Linked DNA regions of Mus musculus: region 1 is linked to region 2. A link is a contact called in public Hi-C data. All regions are on one chromosome and are shown on one strand. Each heading gives the region's core, a stretch centred on a gene start, on an enhancer-like site or on the middle of the called end of the contact. The rest is flanking DNA. Distances are from core to core; before and after follow the strand shown. Region 1 overlaps Slc9a9 (solute carrier family 9 (sodium/hydrogen exchanger), member 9). Region 2 has its middle 19 kb from the start of Dipk2a.

The links. Hi-C and Micro-C count contacts between places; a contact is called where the count stands out from the background.
Region 1: a contact with region 2 is called in a Hi-C map of erythroid progenitors, with 3 times the contacts expected there. The contact joins two enhancer-like sites. A contact is called at or near these places in 15 of 484 Hi-C or Micro-C datasets (the AML12 cell line, the C2C12 cell line, LSK cells and 12 more) and 1 of 115 datasets of contacts at active chromatin or transcription factors (fibro-adipogenic progenitors).

Annotation. Positions count from the first base shown.
Region 1 is chr9:94,693,689-94,700,291 of GRCm38.p6, forward strand. All of the region lies in intron 2 of Slc9a9 (solute carrier family 9 (sodium/hydrogen exchanger), member 9), which reads left to right. Among named protein-coding and RNA genes, the nearest start is that of Slc9a9, 27 kb to the left of the region's middle. Within about 2 kb of position 1,488, at least 58 of the 459 cell types and tissues checked have an H3K27ac peak or open chromatin away from gene starts, as enhancers often do. A contact at or near this core is called in erythroid progenitors, where this site is marked.
Region 2 is chr9:94,553,570-94,560,099 of GRCm38.p6, forward strand. No RefSeq gene overlaps it. Among named protein-coding and RNA genes, the nearest start is that of Dipk2a, 19 kb to the left of the region's middle. Within about 2 kb of position 3,407, at least 9 of the 459 cell types and tissues checked have an H3K27ac peak or open chromatin away from gene starts, as enhancers often do. A contact at or near this core is called in erythroid progenitors, where this site is marked.

The DNA.
Region 1 (6,603 bases), core at 238-2,737, 140 kb after region 2:
GTGGAAGCCTCTTCTCTTAGGAGGCTATTGTAACATAGATATAGAAAACAACCAGTGCAACGCTCTATAGTAATCCACTCCTGAGAACAAAGCCAATCCATTCTTCAGGCCAAGCCCTCATGGTCCAAGGTCTCTTAAAGGCCCCACCTAGCCATGCAGTTGTATTGGGAATTAAATTTCTAACTCAAAACTCTGGCTGACATGGGTGACATATGAAAACCAGAGCAACTTTTTCAGAAGTTCTTTTGAAATCTATGGTATGGTGTGGAGACAGAGTCGGGGGATCTTGGCCTGGTATGGGATGTTCTTAGGAGCAGATAAACCTTTGGGGAATACAAAATCAAGTTCTTTTGTGTCACAAGCACACAGTCTCAGGCCCACTGTTCATTCTCCCCTTATATTTAGTAGTCTTATAAGTTTTAATCTGTGATGCTTTGGTTAATGTCCCTCATCTCCAAACTTGCAAAGCCTCCAGGAAGTCAGGGCCTAGGTCTGCTTTCTGTCACACCATGCTCCCAGTGTCTGTCACACGGTGGATACTCTGTAGATCTTGCTTTCTGTCACTCCATGCTCCCAGTGGCTGTCACATGGTGGATACTCTGTAGATCTTGCTTTCTGTCACACCATGCTCCCAGTGTCTGTCACACGGTGGATACTCTGTAGATCTTGCTTTCTGTCACACCATGCTCCCAGTGTCTGTCACATGGTGGATACTCTGTAGATCTTGGCCCATGAATAGATGGTGCAGGAAGGTATCTGTCAGTTTCTGTCTGAGTGGTTATCTGTCGCTGCCACAGTGTGCTGTCTTAACTGCTGACTATTTTTGTAATGAAAGTGTGACATAGGTTTATCCTCGGGGTAAAACACACAAGCTCCGAAAGGGGTTTTGCTACTCAAAGGATTGGACAAGTCTCTCCTCTGAACATTCTGACAGGTAAATGGGAGGCAGAGAGGTTGATGAGAAGGTGGAGAATAGGGTAGACCCTGAAGGAGCAGGGGAGGAAGGAGGCTACCCATTACAGGCTGAGCCCCCGTAGATGAAGTTGAAAATGGATCTTTCACCCACCAACTCTGCTTTTGGTTTGCTCCTTCAAAAGCACAAAACTGACAGAGCTGCACTGTCACCATGGCCGGTCCCCAGGGAGCACTTACATAAAGCTCTGTCCCATGGCACTCACCACTGTCCTCCACAGGCCACCTGCGAGCTCCTCAGCAGCTGGGGTAGCAGACACAGAGCCGGCCGAACTGAAGGACGCTGGTCAGGCAGCTGGCTCGTCTTAAGCTGGGACAGAAGGGACACTCTACTGCTCCTTGCATATAATTTTCTTTTCTGGGAAAATTATTATGATTCTGATTATTATTACTACTATTGGTATTGGGATAGCACCCAGAGGCTCATTCATGCTAAGCAAGTGTTCTGCCCCTGAGCTCCATCCTGGTGCCTCTCAGGTCATTTCTTATCACAAGGCCCACTAGGCCCTGATGGATGCAGTTCTGCCTCAGGCCGAGCTTGATACCACAAGTCAGGTTAATCTTGCCTTCCTTTCTGCCTGTTGTTATTGAGCTCCCAGAGAAGCAGAGGCCCAAGCAGAGGCAACGTTTGGTGATCAGGGCATCAGTGCCTCGGGATTGCACTTCTGATGGCTGAGAGTAGAAGGATGTGAGAGGGGAAACAGGCTGAGGATTTGGTTTGTCTCCTTTGGAAGCTGTGATTCTGCAATGAGCAGGGACTCATGGCCAGCCTCACCTCAACCATGCAGCCCCACCCCTAAAGGACCAAACTGTTGTGGAAAATACTTAGTCCCAGTCAGGAGCTGCTACCACCTTTGATTATCCAATTTAACCCCAAACTATTACTTAGTATGTTTCATCTGAGCTGCTCTCAACTCCAACTGGCCAGCCCACGTGGTCATGCTTTCTTGACTCCTAACCCATCCTTCCTTCTCACCTTCCTCTCTCCCACCTCATTGTCTCCTCCAATCAAACCCAAGTCCAGGAACCCAAGACTCTGACTATCTCTATTCTGCCCAGCTATTGGCTGCAGGTATCTTTATTCACCAATCAGAGATGACTTGGGTACATAGCATCACTTGGGTCTAACTGTGGACTCTCTCTCATCTCTGGGGCAACCAGGCCCCGGGGAGCCCACAGTTAGTATTACAATACATAGCAACAGACCAAACCTCAACACCAAACCTTATTCTGTGTCTGGATAGGAGATGTTCTGGATAGGGTGTGACCCTGGGAGAAGTGGCTCTGTCGCCTTGGCAGCCATTGAATAGACTTATCACATCCCTGGCAGCAGGAACAGCAAGGTCTTCACCAGAGAGATCTCTAATCTAGATGACACTTCACAGTGTCAGATTTTATGTCCCTAAACCACACCTGTCAGTTACTGCAGAGTGGGACTCCGGGGTCTCAGTGGGAAAGCATCTGTCTCCCAGCTCCGGTGAGCTGATTGGTCAGTACATTTTTCGGATCTGGTGAGCCAACTGTTAAATTTGACAGCATGAAATGGGCCACAAGAGAAATATTTATGCCATATATATTAGAAAATGTTTTAAACCGAGCTTATGAGATTGTATTCCCTCAGGAGAGATGATTTGCCAACAGAGAAGATTTGCTTAAGCAAATGTATTTTTAGGATAATTGGAAGTATCCAAACATCTCAGTTTTTATCTCCCTGAAATGCCTGTCTCTCACAATGGCTGCCATAGAGACCCTCCGGTAGGTAGAGCTTCACACCCTCTAATATGACAAGGGAAAGAGCATTATGCCTTCCAGTGAGACCCAGGACTGAACCTCATTTTGCCCCTCCCAGGAGCAGGACTTTAAGCTTCATTTCTCCGAGCAAAATTTTCCTTATCTGTAATGTAGGGGTTAGTAATAGCTATGGCGGAGGTTTGCTTTTCAAAGCAAATACGAAAATACATGTCTCGTATCAGACATATTGTAAATATTAGTCTGCTTTCATTCCCTAACACTCTGTGACATTTGCCCTTGCCGGCACTTGCTTGCCCTAGACTGAGAGGTCTGAGGTGGGCCGATGGAGGAAGTTAGGTGCTCCTTGTTTCCTGCACGATGTTGAAGGCAAACACACCATTTAAATATGTATTGCCTCATTTTCATCATACTTTCTGCTGATGTCAGCGTGCACTCCTTCCCCTCCCGCCCCCTCCAGCCTGCCTGCTCTGACCGTGCCTTTTGCTGACTCAGTCCCTCCCAGTTCAGCTTCCCCAGGCCAGTTGCTCCCTGGTGAGATCTTATGATAGGGAAGCTGTATACACAATTCATAGCTGAGCCTGCTAAGGATAAGGCAAACTCAAAACAGTTGCCAGGCTTTCAAAGAAACTGTGGGGCTGAGATTCCCCTGTGTCTGGAGTAATAGAAGCACAGTGTCATTGGCCTGAGGCATCAAGGTTGGCCAAGAGTAAGATCAACTCCAGACTCGAGAAAACGCAGTCACTCTTGATGGGAGACTGTGTTGGGTGCATAGGTCCTGAGGAATGTCACTTTGGAGAGATGGAAGAGTAGGTCCTTCTCTTGTCCAGCGGCTCTTTACTCTATTGTCCATCCTGTGGCAGTCTTAGAGTTGATTTGTCCTGTCACCCCAAAACCACAGACTGTGAGGCATGGCCGGCCACCACCCCATGAAGAGATCAGAAGCAGTCTGACCAGCATAAAGTTGGTTAAAAGGTGAGAAGTCTTGGCATCTGGGGTCAGGTGGAAGCAGCTGCTGCATTTGCCTCACAGGGTGGAACCTGAGAGTGAAGGGAGAGGCTACATTCGATTAGGGGAGGGCAAGAGGTATTATGTGTAGCCAGGCCATCCAGGTCTCCTTAGTAAAGAGTCATATAGGTGTGTGAGACCAAGAAACTTAAGCAAAAAACGGGAGCCTGTCCAGGCAACAGGTTTGGTACTACAATGATGATGTGGCACACCTGCTGCATGGCAGGAGATGAGAGACACATGTAGCAGCTGACTGGGTGACCTCAGTCTACCTCGGTGTGCAGAAGAGACACCGTGACTGAGAGGCCATTCCCTGAGCTCTATAGCTTGGTTCAAATGTTACTTTACATCTATATGACTTTAGGAATTCTAGGTAACCTCCTTAAGTCCAATCTTCCCATTTAAAAAAATCCAGATATTTCTCATTACAGTGCAGGGCCATCATGTTGCAAATAAGAAAACACGTGCAAAGGACTTAAAATAACATTTGGGCCTTTGTAGGAGCTCTCTGTGTTGACCTATTTATTCTTCTACCAAAGTCACTTTTGCTGTCAATAAACTAGTTAAGAGCTGTAGCTGGAGTCTAGACCATGTTGCTTACCAGGCATGTGACTTTGGGTAAATCCCATACCAGGGCTTTTGTTCACATCTATACAAACAAGGCATTTCACAATATTTAACTGCAAAGGTTGTTGGGAAGTATCTTATCTCTATATTTACAATTTGTCAGTGCATCATAATAATTAAGAATATGACAAATTATATTTCCATGATGTTATTTAGCTTTTAGACTTCCTTTACATGTAGCAACTCAGTTTTTTCCCCCCTGTGGTATGTTGAATAGATTTATTGCCTATAAAGGGAAACATTTAATTGTGGAAGGCTTACAGTTTCAGAGGTTTAGTCTATTATCATCATCATAACAGGAAGCATGGTAGCATGCAGGCAGATGTGGTGCTGGAGCCGAGAGTCCTATATCTTGATCCAAAGGCAGCTGAATGAGACTAGATTGCACACTGGGCAGAGCTCAGACATTTATGAAACCTCAAAGCCCCATCCCCACAGTGACATACCATGACAGTGGCAATTTACTGGAGGTGGAGCAACATACTGCAGGAGGAAAAACTGAGTTTCTACATGTAAAGGAAGTTCGAAAATAAAAAGATAACATCTTAGCCAGGTGTGGTGGCGCACGCCTTTAATCCTAGCACTCGGGAGGCAGAAGCAGGTGGATTTCTGAATTCGAGGCCAGCTTGATCTACAAAGTGAGTTCCAGGACAGCCAGGGCTATACAGAGAAACCCTGTCTCAAAAACAACAACAACAAAAATCTTGGAAACATAATTTGTCATATTTGCTAATTATTATGATGAACTGATATCTATCTATCTATCTATCTATCTAACCTCTTCTTTGCTGTTCTAGTTTGATTGTAATGTGTATAATTTTTATTATTTATTTGTGATACAAATTTTATTACATTTTTGCTAAAACTTCCTGATAATATCATAAAATGTCCATTTTGGATAGACTGAAAAATTTTGAAAGGAAAAAATCCAAATAATTCTACAATTATAAACCACCATGGAAATGTCTAGATATCTGGACTATATTACTATATGTATATTTATAGGGAGTTTAGGCAGACTCTAAAACTTTGCACCTTCCTATTTTTACTTAATTTTACACCTTTTCTCAGATATTTAAAAACTCCAGTGTAGTGGAAGAGACTTGTGTTTGATATTTGTGTTCCTTTTAAACTGTCACTCATATGAGGGACATTTTAGTGAAGAGCATCTCTTTAAAACTTTCCCTACATTCTGAAGCACTAAGTGGGCCATCTTTCTGATAGCAGGCATAAAATATTTATTGAAATAAATGCCTCCTGTATCTTTGGAAAAGCATTAGGCAGTAGCCACAAAGCCAACAGTAATCATTGGGGGAAAGGATGAACTACTTAAAACCAGGTCCTTCCCTGGGACAATTGCAGAAAGAAAATGAGTGAGTACCTATTTCATATCAATAACATACATATTTCATATGAATCAAAGTACTAATTGTACAATAAAAATACAAAAACGGTGAAATTGAGGAGAAAATATAGTTGCAATATGGAAAAAATAAAACAATCACTATAACTCAAATAATATAAAAAATGCACAAATTTCACATTATAGTTATGAGACTGTCAACAATGTTAAAAACACAAACCATTGAAGGGGATAATAGAACTAGAAGAATGTATTTGAAATATAAGATACAAAACAGAATTGTAACCTGATTCTGGGAATTAACAAGTCAATAAGGAAAACTAAACTGGATGACCAGGAATGTCCCGTAAAAGATATGATCAAAGGCCAGCAAGCAAAATAAATATACTTATTTCATTAGTAATAGGAAACAAAGCTAATGATGCGATGTTTAGTATCAATCAGATTGCCAACAAATTAGGAAATTATCAATACAAAGTGTTGGCTAGAATATAAGAAAATAATCTAAGAATCCCCTGTGTAAGTATAAGTGGGTGTGGCCATAGCAGCATCTGTAGAGATAGTCTGTGTCATTTACTGTTTAGCAGTCCACTTCTAGAAAGGCTTTTAAGACTGCACAAAGGCTTAAGCACAAGGATTTCTACCTCAGTATTTTGTGTTGGTGGAAGATAGAAATCAACCCAACTATCAGAGAACAAAATTCCCAGATCCTGATCCAGTCATCCAATAGGATGTTCCAAGACAGTTTCAACACTAGCCAAGATCCACATGCTCATTAATATGGATAATTGATGTCAAAATTGATTTCAAAAGTAGACACTGGGATTCAAATGGATCTTTACTGAATTCCTACAATGTAGACAATGCACGCTACTGATAATTGT
Region 2 (6,530 bases), core at 2,157-4,656:
TCACGTGTAATATGACTGTCCCTCCAGCATTACCCTACCCATGTGATGCTTCCAACTCTTAGTAAGAATGCACTGATCTTACTGCTTTAGCTCCAAAGACTTGCAATTTGTTCTCTCTTTTGGCTTCTTCTGGAGAGCATTGCATACTTCTGAACTTCATTCAGGAATATGATCAGATGTGTCAAAAGGAGGTCTCTGTGATTATGCCACCTCAAACAAATGGCTCCACACTAATTCATTTTCAAGCCATTGACTTATTTCTTTATATCAATTGTTATCAACTGTCCATATTAATTGCCCCTTTTAGAGGACTAGGAGTTTTGTCTTTTCAGTGGTTCCATCCCTAGTGTCTGGTACAGTTTCCAGCAAAGGCAGAAATAAGCCTTTTTTAGAGTTATTCGATGAATGTATTTATTCATTTATTTAAATATTCACCATTCTAAAATTTAGCAAAACAGTTTAATATGTCTAATGCTAGCTTAATGAAGTTATTTTGCTTTGTAAAAAAAATCAGTTGGCTATTATGCCAATTTAAGATCTGCTGAGAAAATAATTAATAGGTTTGAAAGACATAAAGCCTAAGAAAGCAGAATTCATTTTCATCTGCAGCTGTGGTTTTCAACCTTGGCAGCACTAGAATCACCTGGAGGAGTTATAAATGTCTGAACTACAGAACCTTTGGGGACTGAATTTGGAACTCAACATTATTTAAAATCTTTCCCTGCCAAATATGTCAGCAAAGGCTGGGATTTACTGATCCATAAGGTAGGTGTTTGTTTGTTTGTTTATGTGTGGGGGTGTTGTTTTGTTTTGAAAAACCACAATGCTAAACAGTTCAAAATGAAAATATTAGATGAACTAGTAGGTAAATGAATGAATGGGCATTGAGCCCATGGGTAGAGAGCTCACCTAACACTTGTAAGATCCTGAGTCCAATCCACAAGACTGAATAAAAAAGAGTGTATTAGTAGCAATTGAAAACTATTTGAAAAACATTTTAAAAGTGTAGTTTACTAATGAGGTTGCCAAATTTAGTGAATAAAATGACAGATTCCCAGCTAAACTTGAGATGTAGAAACACAGCTTATTCAGTTAGAAAAGAAAATATCAAATATTGTATGGGACATAATTATACTAAAATATATTCATTTTCTGTGTCTAATTCAAATTTAACTAAGCAACCTGTATTTTATCTGGCATCACTAACTAGTGATGAGGGGGACTGTTAAGATTCCCATATAAAAATCAGCATGTTATTAAATATGTTAAACAATTCACTGTGAAATGGTAATTTAATCTCTTCTATCTTCTGCTATGCAAAGCTACCATAAAACAGTCTATTATCCTTAGGAATGAAATTAATTTTTCCTTTTTAAGCTCTTAATAAAGGAATCATAAAAATGAAATGATTTCTTACATGGTATAGGTGTTCCAAGTGAATATAGAATATTAAATCTTCAGTATCTGTTTTTCAGCCATCAAATTATATTCTCTAGGGCAGTAGTTCTCAACTTGTTTGTCATGAACCCCCTTGGGTCATATCACATATCCTCCACATCAGATATTTACATTCTAATTCATAACAGTAGCAAAATCCCAGTTATAAAGCAGCAACGAAAATTATTTTATGGTTGGGGGTCACCAAAACATGAGGGACTATATTAAAGGGTCACAGCATTAGGAAGACTAGGAGCCATGGATGTAGAGTATGCTATATGGACAGATGTCACACTGCCATTAAAGATGTATCTTTGTACCCATAGATTAATGCAGCCCACAGCCCTCTTTAGAGAAGCTTTTTGCAGTAGACAAATTAATACAGAGATTCCCAACTGGCTGGCATAAACAGAATATCTGATTATGGTATGCTGAGCCTCCAAAGGAATATCTATGTTACCCCAACATGACCATCAAGGCTTGAGGATCATCAAGGCTTAGGGACCATCAAGGAAGCAGGGGTGGAAATGGTACTAAACAGAGGTTGAGGAGGACTACAGTGAAAATGTCTTGTAGACATACCTAGGCTGATGCACTCATGACTCCCTGAAACTATTGTTGCCTGCACAATTACCACATAAGATTGAGCCTGTCAATATTTACTGAGAAAGGGGGAAAGGGCTCATGAGTTCTCATCCTTCCCTGAAGGATTATTGACAGTTAATGGTCCCTGAGGGAAAGAGTGTCACTTTCTTCAATAGTGTGACTACAGATAAGCTGATCATGTTCCAATATATAAACTCCCAGCCATGCTCAGCCAAGCAACCTGCATTAAAAATTTGAAAGTAGAAAGGGTACTTGGTAAGAAGAAGGGGCTCAGTGGGAGAAGGCAGGAGGTGGGGGTGGGGGAAATAGATGGTGATGAGAGGTAGAGAAAACTAAAATTCAGAATATGCATGTATGAAACTGTCAAAGAATGAAAAACCAACAACTATTTTGTAAAAGATTTAAAAACATTGTAATCCTGGCCTTTGGATCAGAAACTATCTTTTGAATTCTCACTCCATCCCTAGGAAGTATGTGTGCAAAAGATTACAGACCTTCAGACTATGAGGCTTTCTTTCTCCTTAGCTATTTTCTACCCACATTGGCCAGATAAAACAAAATTTCTGTAGCTGTAATGAATATGCCCTATCATTAATGCCCAATAAAAATATTGAACAAGTCAGTCAGATAACTGATAATGTGTCCTAGTTGTCATTAAGTGTCAAGTTGACACAGCCTAGAATCACATGAAAAGGCATGATTGACTAGTTGTATTCTTCAGTTTAAGCTGTGGGCATGTCTGTAAGGAGTTGTTGATGTAGGAAGGCCTAGCCCACTGGGTGGTACTATTTCCTGGGTAGATGGTCCTGGGCTATATAAGGAAGTTATCTGAGGGAACCCAAAACTGCTCTCCCAAGCCCTTCCTCCAAGGTTCATATCTCCAAGCTCCTGCTCTGACTTTGCTCAGTGATAAATTATGGCCTGCCTTCATAAGCCAAGAACAATATTTCCTCCTCAAGTCACTTTTCAGCAGGGTTTTTATCACAGCAGCAGGGCAATACTGGAATAGCATGCAAGAGGAAGCTTTCTGGATCTGGACCCATACATAGTGTTAAAGATCCCATACAAGTGTTCCTCACACCTTTGCAAACACCAAGCAAACATCCTCCCATAGCTAGGTGGGGAGTTTGTGTGTTCTGAAATTCAGCAGTGGGCAGAAGGGATCCAAGGATGAATCAATTATAGCTATTGCATAAAGAATGGAATATTCAAAATGCAAACCAGAGAAAACTAGTCATTGACTTCACATTTCTAATTTCTCAGTCTAATTTCTCAAACTAATCTGCCAAGTAAGGTTATTCACAGATACTGGCTTATAGGAACAGTGTCTTCTGTCACTTAGAGATAATGGTTTTCTTCAAAACGTGTCTAAATATTGTAACAAAAAATTATTCTCTGCTAAGTAAGGTTATTCTCAGATACTGGCTTATAGGAACAGTGTCTTTTGTCGCTTAAAGATAATGCTTTTCTTCAAAACGTGTCTAAATAGTATAACAAAAAAATTACTAAAGGTGTGTGTATTTTTTTTCTTGTTAAATGTATTTTTTGCAAGTTTTAGCCATGTCTAATTTTGATGATTGATAAGCAAGGAAAAAGAAGTCTAGTCAAATAGAGCTGTCGGATGTATCTCATTACACTGAAACTATGTGAGCAAAGGCATAGTCACACAAACCATTGCGTATAGGCTGACAGGGTCATTTTTTCTGACAAAAGGTTTATTTGGCACCACACATTTTTATCAGCACTACATGTCCAGCATTGTCAGAGCCTGAGACGACACTTAGAGGCACTGAGAGTTCTCAGCACACCATGACATCAGAGGCAACTGTGAGTATGGCTATGGAATACAATTCATATTTTTTTCCTCTGGTGATTAGCCTCCCTTTGGTGAGGGAGTGGTTTGTGTCTGCAGCACTTGACTCTCTTTGGACTGGCAGGAGCTATATTCATTTACTTTTAAGTTTAGAACAAGAGGGGACATCCTTGCAATTGGGCTTATGATTACTTGTACCCTAATTATAGGTCACATTTAAAAGGTGTTTTTAGTGTATTCATCTTCTATTTTTAATTAGTGCCCATAGTCGTTAATAGTTAATTAGTGCCCATAGAATGTTAATAGCCTACTTGAGGGCACTGCCTGCCTGCTCCTAGGACAAGCTCAGTCTTTTTTTTTTTTTTTCTCGAACTATTTTATCATTTTTGTCTTCTGTGATCTGTGGCATGGCTTTAAAGCCTTTTAGAAGCTCGCTAGCATCACATTCAGCTTTCTCCTAATTTTCTCTCTGGGAACTTTAGCTCAGCATAAATATTGTCACATTTGCCTTCAAGTGGCTCAGATCTCCTTGTCTGGTTTCTTGCTCCCTCTGGATTGCATCAGCATGTCACAAACACAGTCTACATGCCCTTCTAACCCATGTTGATTGACCAAAGGTTCTCCTGTCTCACACACATCACATCCCACCACAGGGTTCAGCAAAACTGCCAAAGCCCCATTTCTTGTGGCATCTCCTTGATCAACCGTTTCCTTAAATCTTCTGTGAACATAAGCCACATTATGTGCCCAGTGAACTGAGTATCATATGCTGTCTCTCAGGCCCACTTTCTTCAGTTAATGTCTGTTCTTTCTCTCTTGTCTTCCAGACCCTTCAAAAGTACCTCAGCTACTGATGAGCAAGTGACCCCAATGGTCCCCATGAGTCATGCCGTCAGGAGCTCTCTAACTTACCTTCTATCATTTCAGACTATGATCCCTTCATCTCAATGAGAGATAGGCAGTTAGATTACTCAGTTCCTCTGCTTTCATGGCACTCAGACTGATCATATCCACCCCTATGCTCCACCACTGTAGGAGCCAGGTTCTGAGAGGCTCGTCTGTTCCGTTTAAAATTCTTCCTCAGTTTGGGCAGGTCAGATGCAGGATATTTCTGGATTACCAGAGCTTCCTGTACAGGTCATTAGGAAGGGCTTTATCTGCATGCTGAATCATGGATTTCCCCTTCCTCTCTGTAAATGGTCAACCTCATTTCTCTCACATTATTGCCACAGTTTCCACACTATCCAATCTTCTCATGAGTCCCAAGGGATCCTAAGAAAGGGCCCTTAGCAAGACCTAAGCTGCACTCTTTCTCTTATATCCTGCCAGCTCTAGGAAACAGCAAGCCAACACTGCAATTTCATCTTCTCCTTTACCCGAGTTTCCTGCCAAATCATAAAGTAGCCACAACAGAAAGTCTAGCATCTGCATGTTTTCTTCCCATTGAAATTCCTGTTACATTCTTTCTGGATAGCTAGTTGAGCTTCATTTACAAGTCTTATTGACCACAACCATGGCACACCCTGAAGCCACAACCTGTTTATTATCATATCTTGCATGGCTGCTTCTAGAGATTTCAATACATTCTATAATCCATCAGCAGATTGGGGAGTATCTGCATACCTGCATAGTAGACAGCACCATTCCCCAGTGAGGTATGCCACTGGATGCCATAATTCAGTAAGATGCTCATCTTGGGATTCCTCTGAAGTACACTCTAGTCTCAGATCGTTTGGTCTTGGTTGCCTTTCATATCACCAATTGCAGGAGCATGTAATCATCACTATAGGAAATAGCTACACCATGAGGAAAAGTACCAATTTCCATATTGTTCCCATGGATACTCCACTCTCATATGAATATGCCTTAGTTGAATGTGTCAGCATCCACCATAGGAGCCATGCATCCACTCTTCCCAAACTTGTGGTAGGTTATCAGTCCATGTTTGTGTTATGTGACTTTTCCTAGGTGTGAGGGAGACATTAACTGTGTATTCAACTCCAGATAGGGTACCAACAATAGACCAGAGTAATAATCCCACCCAAGTCTGTTAATGAACCAGTTAGTTTATTGTAGTTTCCTAGAGGAGTACAGATGAGTGGTTGCTTACAGGAGCATGGGTGATTCAAGGTAACTTCATCACAGAACACTTGGCCCTCAGGATGGCTGGTGAATCCAGAGAGCTGCATCCCTGGAGTTTGGTGTCCAATTGCAGGCCAATCAGTAGACTGGTCAAAGGCTTTCTCTCTCAAGGAGAAGCCCAAGGTTACCCTGGAAGAAGAGACACATGAGTCTTTGTAACTTTCTGTACTTGGAAATTTCCTTATCTCAGGAGTCTAGGCTAGAATCCTTTATCTATGAAGAAATATCTACACAACAAAGAGGTCAATCTGGTAGCTACTCCCATGGAGATAAGTGGCCACAAGTGCAACCTTGATGCTGGTAATGAACAGATTTGGGGTACATATTTCAAGCATCACCTCATCAGGTTAGTGGCATCTACTTATATTGGATGGCATCCTAGCATTCTAGAGAAAGATCTATTAGGTATTACACTGCTCGTGACATAATAGTAATGATAAAATAGATTTCAAGAATGGTGGGTCTATTTTCCTGTTGTCTTTATGACAAGGATACTACTACTTTGACTATCTGTGCCTTTGCAGAGAGTCTA